Regions from separate parts of the Mus musculus genome. Here region 2 is linked to region 1. Evidence: chromatin contacts called from public promoter capture Hi-C data. All regions are on one chromosome and are shown on one strand. Each heading gives the region's core, a stretch centred on a gene start, on an enhancer-like site or on the middle of the called end of the contact. The rest is flanking DNA. Distances are from core to core; before and after follow the strand shown.

Region 1 (3,503 bases), core at 713-3,212:
CACAGCAGCCAAGACTGTAACCTGCTCATATTTTATTGAAGGTAAAGCTCGGGGTTCACACAGAGCCTCAGCTTCCCAGCATCTATAACGTGTGTAGTGTGTGTCCCGTGGCTCCAGGTAGAAGGGGATGCAGGATGGTCAAGGCTGGCTCTTGTAGGCTGTGGTCCAGTCTGCTCAGTAGCCCCCATCGCTGCAAGAATCCAAGGTTCTGGTTTTAGCTCTGCTTGCTCTAACCAGATGTGGACAACTGGGGGGTGAGGGAGGGAAACAGCTGTGCAAGGCCAGAAGAAGGTGACATACGTTAGCCAACCAGGGACCAGGCAGATAGGAATCCCGAATGGTGTGTGAGGACATGGCGGGCACCTTACCCTCAGCTCAGGCTCCACTTGGCCAATTCCACCTGGGTTAGTGTGTGAGGACATGGCGGGCACCTTACCCCCAGCTCAGGCTCCGCTTGGCCAGCTCCACCTGGGCCAGCCGATGCTCACTGAGCACTCGCACTCTGGTGATGGTGGCCAGCGGTCGGTGCCGATGTGGGAACTGGAGCACCTTTTGTTCCTGGGCATAAATGTGGAAGTGTTCTGCGTCTGCACTCACCTCCATCTGAGGGGAAGGGAAAGTGTGTGTGTGTGGGGGGTGTCTCTGGGCCCCAACCACAGAAGCCTTCTTGGCTGTCAGCAATCTCTCCAGGCTCCACCCAACAGCAGCCAAGTGTGAGCCAGGACTATTCATTCAGCTTGGCTCCTCTTTGTCTCTCTGTCTCTGTCTCTCCCTCTCTCCCTCTCTTCTCTCTCTTCTCCACGTGTTCTCAGCCAGCCTCTACCTTTCTTCCTCTTTCTGTCTTCTCTCCTCTGTCTTTCTGTCCTTCTCTGCCCCCTTTTCTCTGCCACTATCCCCTTTCCACGTTGCCTTCCTTTCCCTCCAATAAACTTCATTTTGTACTAGGCCTGTTGCACGGTGCTGATTCCTCGGGGGGGGGGGGGGGGACGGGGACGACGACACATTGGCCTGGCCCACCAAGGTGCTCATTGGCCTGGCCCACCAAGGTGCTCCCTCCTGCCGCATTTTATAAAACACAACCCTGGCTACTTGGCAAAGCATGGTGTGGACCACCTGGTCCTGAGTTCCTAGCTGGGGATCCCTCTTTTCACCAAGAGAAGGTGGTTAGTAGCCAGAGAGAGAGAGACACCCTGTGAACAAACTCCGTGAAAGGAGGCCACTCGGCCCAGCAGGGTGCACCAGCCCATGCATTTATCCTCCGCAGTCCCTGTCTTCACGGGTCCTAGGTGTCCCACCCCACCTCTCCTTCCTCCCACAGACCCCATCACCTCAAAGGGCTCTCCCAGAGTCAGTGGGAATATGCTGGACACCTCCTCCTGCCCCCACCGTCCTCCCTGGAAAGCATTGCCCACCACCGTGGCGCTGGAGAATCGAGGTTTGACGTGGAAGGCGATGTCTCCGGCGTCTGTTAAGAAGTTGATCTCGAACCTATGGGTGGAGAGTGTGATTAGGGTCAGGAGTGTGGCTGGAGGGTCCCGACCCCAGCGAGGGAGGCTCTTACTTCTCTTCTCCAGCATCTGCATGTCCCTGGACAGTCAGGCTCCAGCCAGGGGCCAGACCCCCTGCACAGAAGGCTTCGAACTGAAGGCAAAACACAGGGGACAGAGCCCCAGAGGGCTGCAACCTCCTTCCTCCCCATCAAGTGTGCTGTTTATTCAGGGACACCGGCTCCCACCAAGCCCAAGCCTCTACTTCCATGTTGCTCTGGGTGTGGTGGTCCAACCTTACCCCCACAGCCTCTCTGCTTGGGGGCTGAGGAGAAGCTATAAACATTCCCAGCTCTATAGTGGAGTAGGTGGCCCCACCAGGCGCCCACCCCCCCACTCCACTTCCTTCTCCAGCATTTGCAACCTCCCTGGGCTGTGGATCTTACCCACCTGCAGTGTCATTGCCCTCAGCCACTGGGTGTGGGGATGAGGCAGCTGGAGATATAGCAGAGCCCGCTGGGGCGGGGCATGGGGGCCCCACCTCTAGGGGCCTTGTCTGGGTCACATGGACCTCTGTGCCCCATTTTTCCTCCCCCCTCAGGCTAACCCTGCTGGAGAGGGGGCTGGGTACATGGCTTAGTGGCAGCGCTCTTGCCCTGGGTTCATCAGTGAATACACTGGTCCTTTCAACATACTTCCCCAGGTCTACCTAGCTCTGCCACCAGCACTATTCAGGGTCTTGTGCACATCTGGGGATACATCACCCATCTTTGTAGGGAGGGTGTAACCAGGGCCCCCCCCAACTCCCATACTCCAGAGCCTCACACTGACCCCATCGGTCTCAAAGAGTGAAGAAAGTGTGTCCTCCTATAGAACCCTGGCTGACCTTATGACCTCAGTCTGACCATCCATCAACTGTCTACCATACTGGGAATGTGTCCCTGATCCAGTCCCCTTCCATCCCAGGGCTGCCCCGCTGCAGTGGCTCAGTGGCCTCAAGGGGATGAATGGGGATTAGGCCTGGCTCTGCTCAGCACATTCCAGTGTCCAGTCTACAGATGGGGAGGGCCTTTCCCACACCCCCACGCCTCTCCTGGCCGGCTGCCTCTTGGGCTGAGCCAATGAGAAGGATCCACTGGGGCCCTCGAGGCCACCTCAAGGATGGAGGAGAGAAGCCCAAGTCTGTGGGGGCGGTTATGGGGGCCTCTGGGACTCTCTGAAGGGGGAAGTTGGGTCACAGTGTAGCTGTGGTGGGGGCCCAGAGCCTTGGGGGTAAAGCCTGCAGATGAGTGTGTAACAAGCACGTGTCTCCTTTTCTCCTGTCCCCGTGGGTCCCCTCTGCCACCGTTCTTCTCTCCAGGCCCTGGCAGGGCTGAGCCTCTGGCCTGCTTTGCCTCTTCCCAGATACCGCTGCACGGATGGACACAGTCTGGCAGGGAGCTATGGGTACCAAGGTCAAGCAGGACACAGAGATGGCTCACTAGCATGGCAGGGTTGGCTGAGCCTGCAGGGGGCAGCCCAGAGCAACAGAGATTCCCTGGGGTGAGCCTGCTGGACCTGCCTGGCTGGGTGCAGAGTCTGCAGACCCCACATGCTCACCTTCCTGGAGGGCCATGGGGAAGAAGTACCATCAGTAAGTGCTTGCTGCGCAAGTAGGGGGATCTGAGTTTGATGCCCAGCACTTGTGCAAGGCACAGAACACAGTGGTCTGTGCTGGGGTCTCCAGCCAGCCAGTCAGGAGACCCTGGCAAGTCCCAGGTCCCTGTGACAGTCTCTCAAAACCACACACACTAAAGCCCTGGGCCGCAGGGCCCACTAGGAGACTGCAGGCCGGCTTCATGGCTTTCCCCTTCTCCTTTCCCCTATGTAGGGATGCTGCTGGGACGAGATGTCCATCTTCAAATTCTCTGGATGTGCAATACAGTGCTGGTTGGTACCAGAACTCAGGGCTGGGGTCAAAGCCCACAAGTCAGGAGTGTGGACAGGTTCTAACCCCCTGGCTACCTTGAGCCAGTG
Region 2 (3,503 bases), core at 547-3,046, 170 kb after region 1:
AGCAATTAAGATGGGTAAATACGACAACCACACTTTAAGATTGTTCTAGAAGTTGAATAAAGTGTTGGAGACGGTCTTGGGCTGGAGAGATAGCTCAGTGGCTATTATACAACTCAGTGGGCAGGAGTAGTGGTCCACATCTGTAACTGCAGCGCTGTTGTGGGGAGATGGAGATGGGAGGGAGGCTCCTTGGAACTCACTGCACAGCCAGTCTAGCTGAATTAGTGAACTTCAGGTTTAACCAGACATCCTGTCTCAAAAAATAATGTGGCATGTGACTGAGGAGACTGCCCGACATTGACCTCTGGCTTCTGCATGTGTGTTACACAGACACACAGGCACACACAGACACAGACACACACACAGGCACACACACAGAGACACACATACACTCAGACACATACAGATGCACACAGACACACAGAGACACATAGTCACACAGAGACACACAGACAGACATACACAGATACATACACACACACAGGCACACACACAGAGATGCACACAAACATACACACAGACAAACACAGACACACACACAGTTACACACATATATACACTCGGACACACACATACACTTATACACAGAAACACATACACAGACATACACTCAGACACACACAGACACATGTACATGTACATAGACACACACACACAGAAACACACAAACACACACACCTATCTGACTCACAAAGTGATCTTGAGAATTTTCTTCCTTCCTTTCTTTTTTCCTCAGTGTTTTGAGACAGGGTTTCTCTGTGTAGCCCTGGCTGTCCTTGTTCTGAACTCACTCTGTAACCAGGCTGGCCTGGAACCCAGAGATGCCTCTGCCTCCTGAGGCTGGGATTATAGGTGTGTGCCACCACTTTCCAGCTTCTAAGGAATTTTCAGAGTGGCCAATATGGTGGGCAAGATTAACATCTGAGGGGTTCAGGATGTCTGTGGTATCAGGGCCTCCCTTTTTTTCTCCTTTTGAAGAAGTTGTGAAGTAGACCCTCCTGGGCTACTGCAAAGAAATGACACAATTCCAGTTACAGAGAGGTAATTCTGGGAGTAGTCGTGTGGCTCAGTGGTAGAGCCCCTTCCTAGACTCCCCCAAGGAGGGGCTGGGGGAGTGGCTCAGTGGTAGAGCTCCTGCCTAGAATCCCCCAGGGAGGGGCTGGGGGTGTGGCTCAGTGGTAGAGCTCCTGCCTAGAATCCCCCAGTGAGGGGCTGGGGGTGTGGCTCAGTGGTAGAGCTCCTGCCTAGAATCCCCCAAGGAGGGCTGGGGGCGTGGCTCAGTGGTAGAGCACCTGCCTAGAATCCCCCAGTGAGGAGCTGGGGTGTGGCTCAGTGGTAGAGCTCCTGCCTAGAATCCCCCAGTGAGGGGCTGGGGGGTGTGGCTCGGGGATAGGCTTTACTCAACTTAGGTCAGGCCACAGGTTCTATCCCTAGCACTGAAAGAAAGAAGAAAGAAAAAAAAGAATGAAAGGGAGAGAGAGAGAGAGAGAGAGAGAGAGAGAGAGAGAGAGAGAGAGAGAGAGAGAAGCTGACATAGCTACAACCCTGAAGCACAATTCAGAGGTCACCGTAAGACAGCACGGCCCCTGGGCTTCAGCTTGGGGTGCTTTGCTTGCGTGCAGGCCTGGGGCAGAGCGTGGAGTCTAAGTAGGTGGTGTGATTGGCTTCCAGAAACAAAAATAAGCTGGTGGGATGTGTGAGGAGTCAGGTGCTTAGCCGCCTGCAGGGCCTCCATGGCTCCGCACTTCCTCCTCTGCAGGAGCTGGGTGTGGGTGCGTGCGAGGGCAGAGGAGGCAAGCGGCGCCTTGCCTCCCGTGGTCTGTGTTATGTGTTCCTGTCTCGGTTGACTTCCCTGCACTGAGATGCAATAGGAAGCTCCAAGCAGCCAGTTGCTGGAGCCAAGCATGACCTGAAAGAAACACTCCCAGGAGGGAGGATGCTGGTAGGCACTGAGTACCACAGCGGGCAGTCCCTCCGCCTGTCTACCTGGTTGCTTGCCTACAGTTCCAGGTTGCTGTGGTCAGCATGCTGGCTCCTGACTGTTAGAACTGTATCTTAGACCATGTTCACACTCTAGAAACCAGGGTCTGGGAGACACTGGGGCGGCGTCTTCCCCAGAAGACAGCCCCTGGGTGCACACGATGCTCCTGCAAGGAACCCTATGGTTTGGGAGGAGGGTCTGGGTGGCTCTGTGAGGGGACAGGGTGGGTCTTGTGATCATAAAAGGCAGGAGGAGCAGCCTCTGCCTTCCGTGAAGGAACCTCCCTAGCCTTGAAGGGTAGATACCTCCTTATATATGCCTGGCTTCTCTGGGCTCAGAGCAGGGGTGGAGTCCTATGGAAATGCACGTCCATACTCAATTCTGGAATGAGGAGATGGCTCAGTGGGTAGAACGTTACCACATAAGCATGGATAAGGGATTCATAAGTTTGAATCCCGAACACCCATATGAAAGACTGAGGTGGCAGCTCTGTGGGCCTGATGACCAGCCAGGCTGGTTGGACTTTTAAGCTCTGGGTTCAGTTAGAGACTCTTTTTCCAAAAGTCAGGTGGATAGCGATAGACTTGACATCAGCCTCTGCTCTCCTGCCCCCAACACACACACACACACACACGCACACGCACACACACACCGCACACCGCACACACACACACACATAAATGCATACATGTCCACACCCCTTTATACTTGATTTGGGTTGTAGTGTGTGTAGATGAGATCATTCTGACTCCAGTTCACAGGAAAACTGTGTTTTGTCTGAGAGACAGTCATGTGTGCTCAGAGCAGTGACTGGGCCCCATGTGTCCTCCACAGGGGGTCAGCAGGCTTTTTTCTGCTCACCTTGCTGAGAAGTTTCAGAAGAGGCAGAATTAAGCCTCGTGGTCTCTCAGTCCAGCCTCCATCTTCTGGGAGCCCTGAGCGGGTACTCTCTAAGCCTGAGAGAAGGTTCTACAAGAGACCGTGGCTGTCCCCTGGGAGATTCATGGCCCGGAAAAGGAAATCAAAGGAGTGGCCAGCGGCCAAACACACGGCATGGTGCAGTGCAAACCACCCCAGGAGTTCAGCTTCGGGCCCCGGGCCCTGAAGGATGCCCTGATCTCCTGTGACCTGGCCCTGAAGCAGATGTATACCTCAGCCTTTTCCCCGTCGGAGAGACTCTTCCTGTCTGAGGCCTACAACCCTAACCGGACTCTCTTCAGCACACTGCTCATTCACTCAGCCTATGACTGGCTCCTGAGCCGCCCTGAAGCCCCTGAGGATTTCGAGACCTTCCATGCTTCTTTGCAGCTCCGGAAGCAGAGCCTGGCCCGGAAACACATTTACCTGCAGCCCATAGGTAGGAGAGATGGGCTGGAGTCATCTGGACTCCTGGGGGTGTGGCTCAGTGGTAGAGCCCCTGCCTAGAATCCCCCAGTGAGGGGCTGGGGCGTGGCTTAGAGGTAGAGCCCCTGCCTATAATCCCCCAGTGATGGGCTGGGGTGTGGGTCAGTGGTAGAGCCCC

Evidence for each region. Promoter capture Hi-C pulls out the DNA fragments that hold promoters and counts their contacts.
Region 2: a promoter capture Hi-C map of hippocampal neurons shows a contact between it and region 1, with 4 times the contacts expected there. The contact joins the enhancer-like site here to the promoter of Grifin in region 1. A contact is called at or near these places in 9 of 39 promoter capture datasets (the 3T3-L1 cell line, embryonic stem cells, frontonasal cranial neural crest and 4 more), 7 of 484 Hi-C or Micro-C datasets (B cells, ECoMG myeloid progenitors, the HL-1 cell line and 4 more), 2 of 115 datasets of contacts at active chromatin or transcription factors (embryonic basal ganglia and pancreatic cancer cells) and 3 of 9 other capture datasets (adipose tissue, liver and pancreatic islet).

The regions. Positions count from the first base shown.
Region 1 is chr5:140,563,105-140,566,607 of GRCm38.p6, forward strand. Grifin (galectin-related inter-fiber protein) reads right to left here and starts at 1,963. Exons shown (of 5, transcript NM_030022.1): 1 at 1,938-1,963; 2 at 1,562-1,641; 3 at 1,329-1,488; 4 at 437-603; 5 at 85-190. The coding sequence starts at 1,949. The coding sequence ends at 175.
Region 2 is chr5:140,738,250-140,741,752 of GRCm38.p6, forward strand. It overlaps Amz1 (archaelysin family metallopeptidase 1), which reads left to right. Exons shown (of 8, transcript NM_173405.2): 3 at 2,816-3,338. The coding sequence starts at 3,035. Among named protein-coding and RNA genes, the nearest start is that of Gm30745, 9.7 kb to the right of the region's middle. Within about 2 kb of position 1,797, at least 27 of the 459 cell types and tissues checked have an H3K27ac peak or open chromatin away from gene starts, as enhancers often do. A contact at or near this core is called in the HPC-7 cell line, bone marrow-derived dendritic cells and hippocampal neurons, where this site is marked.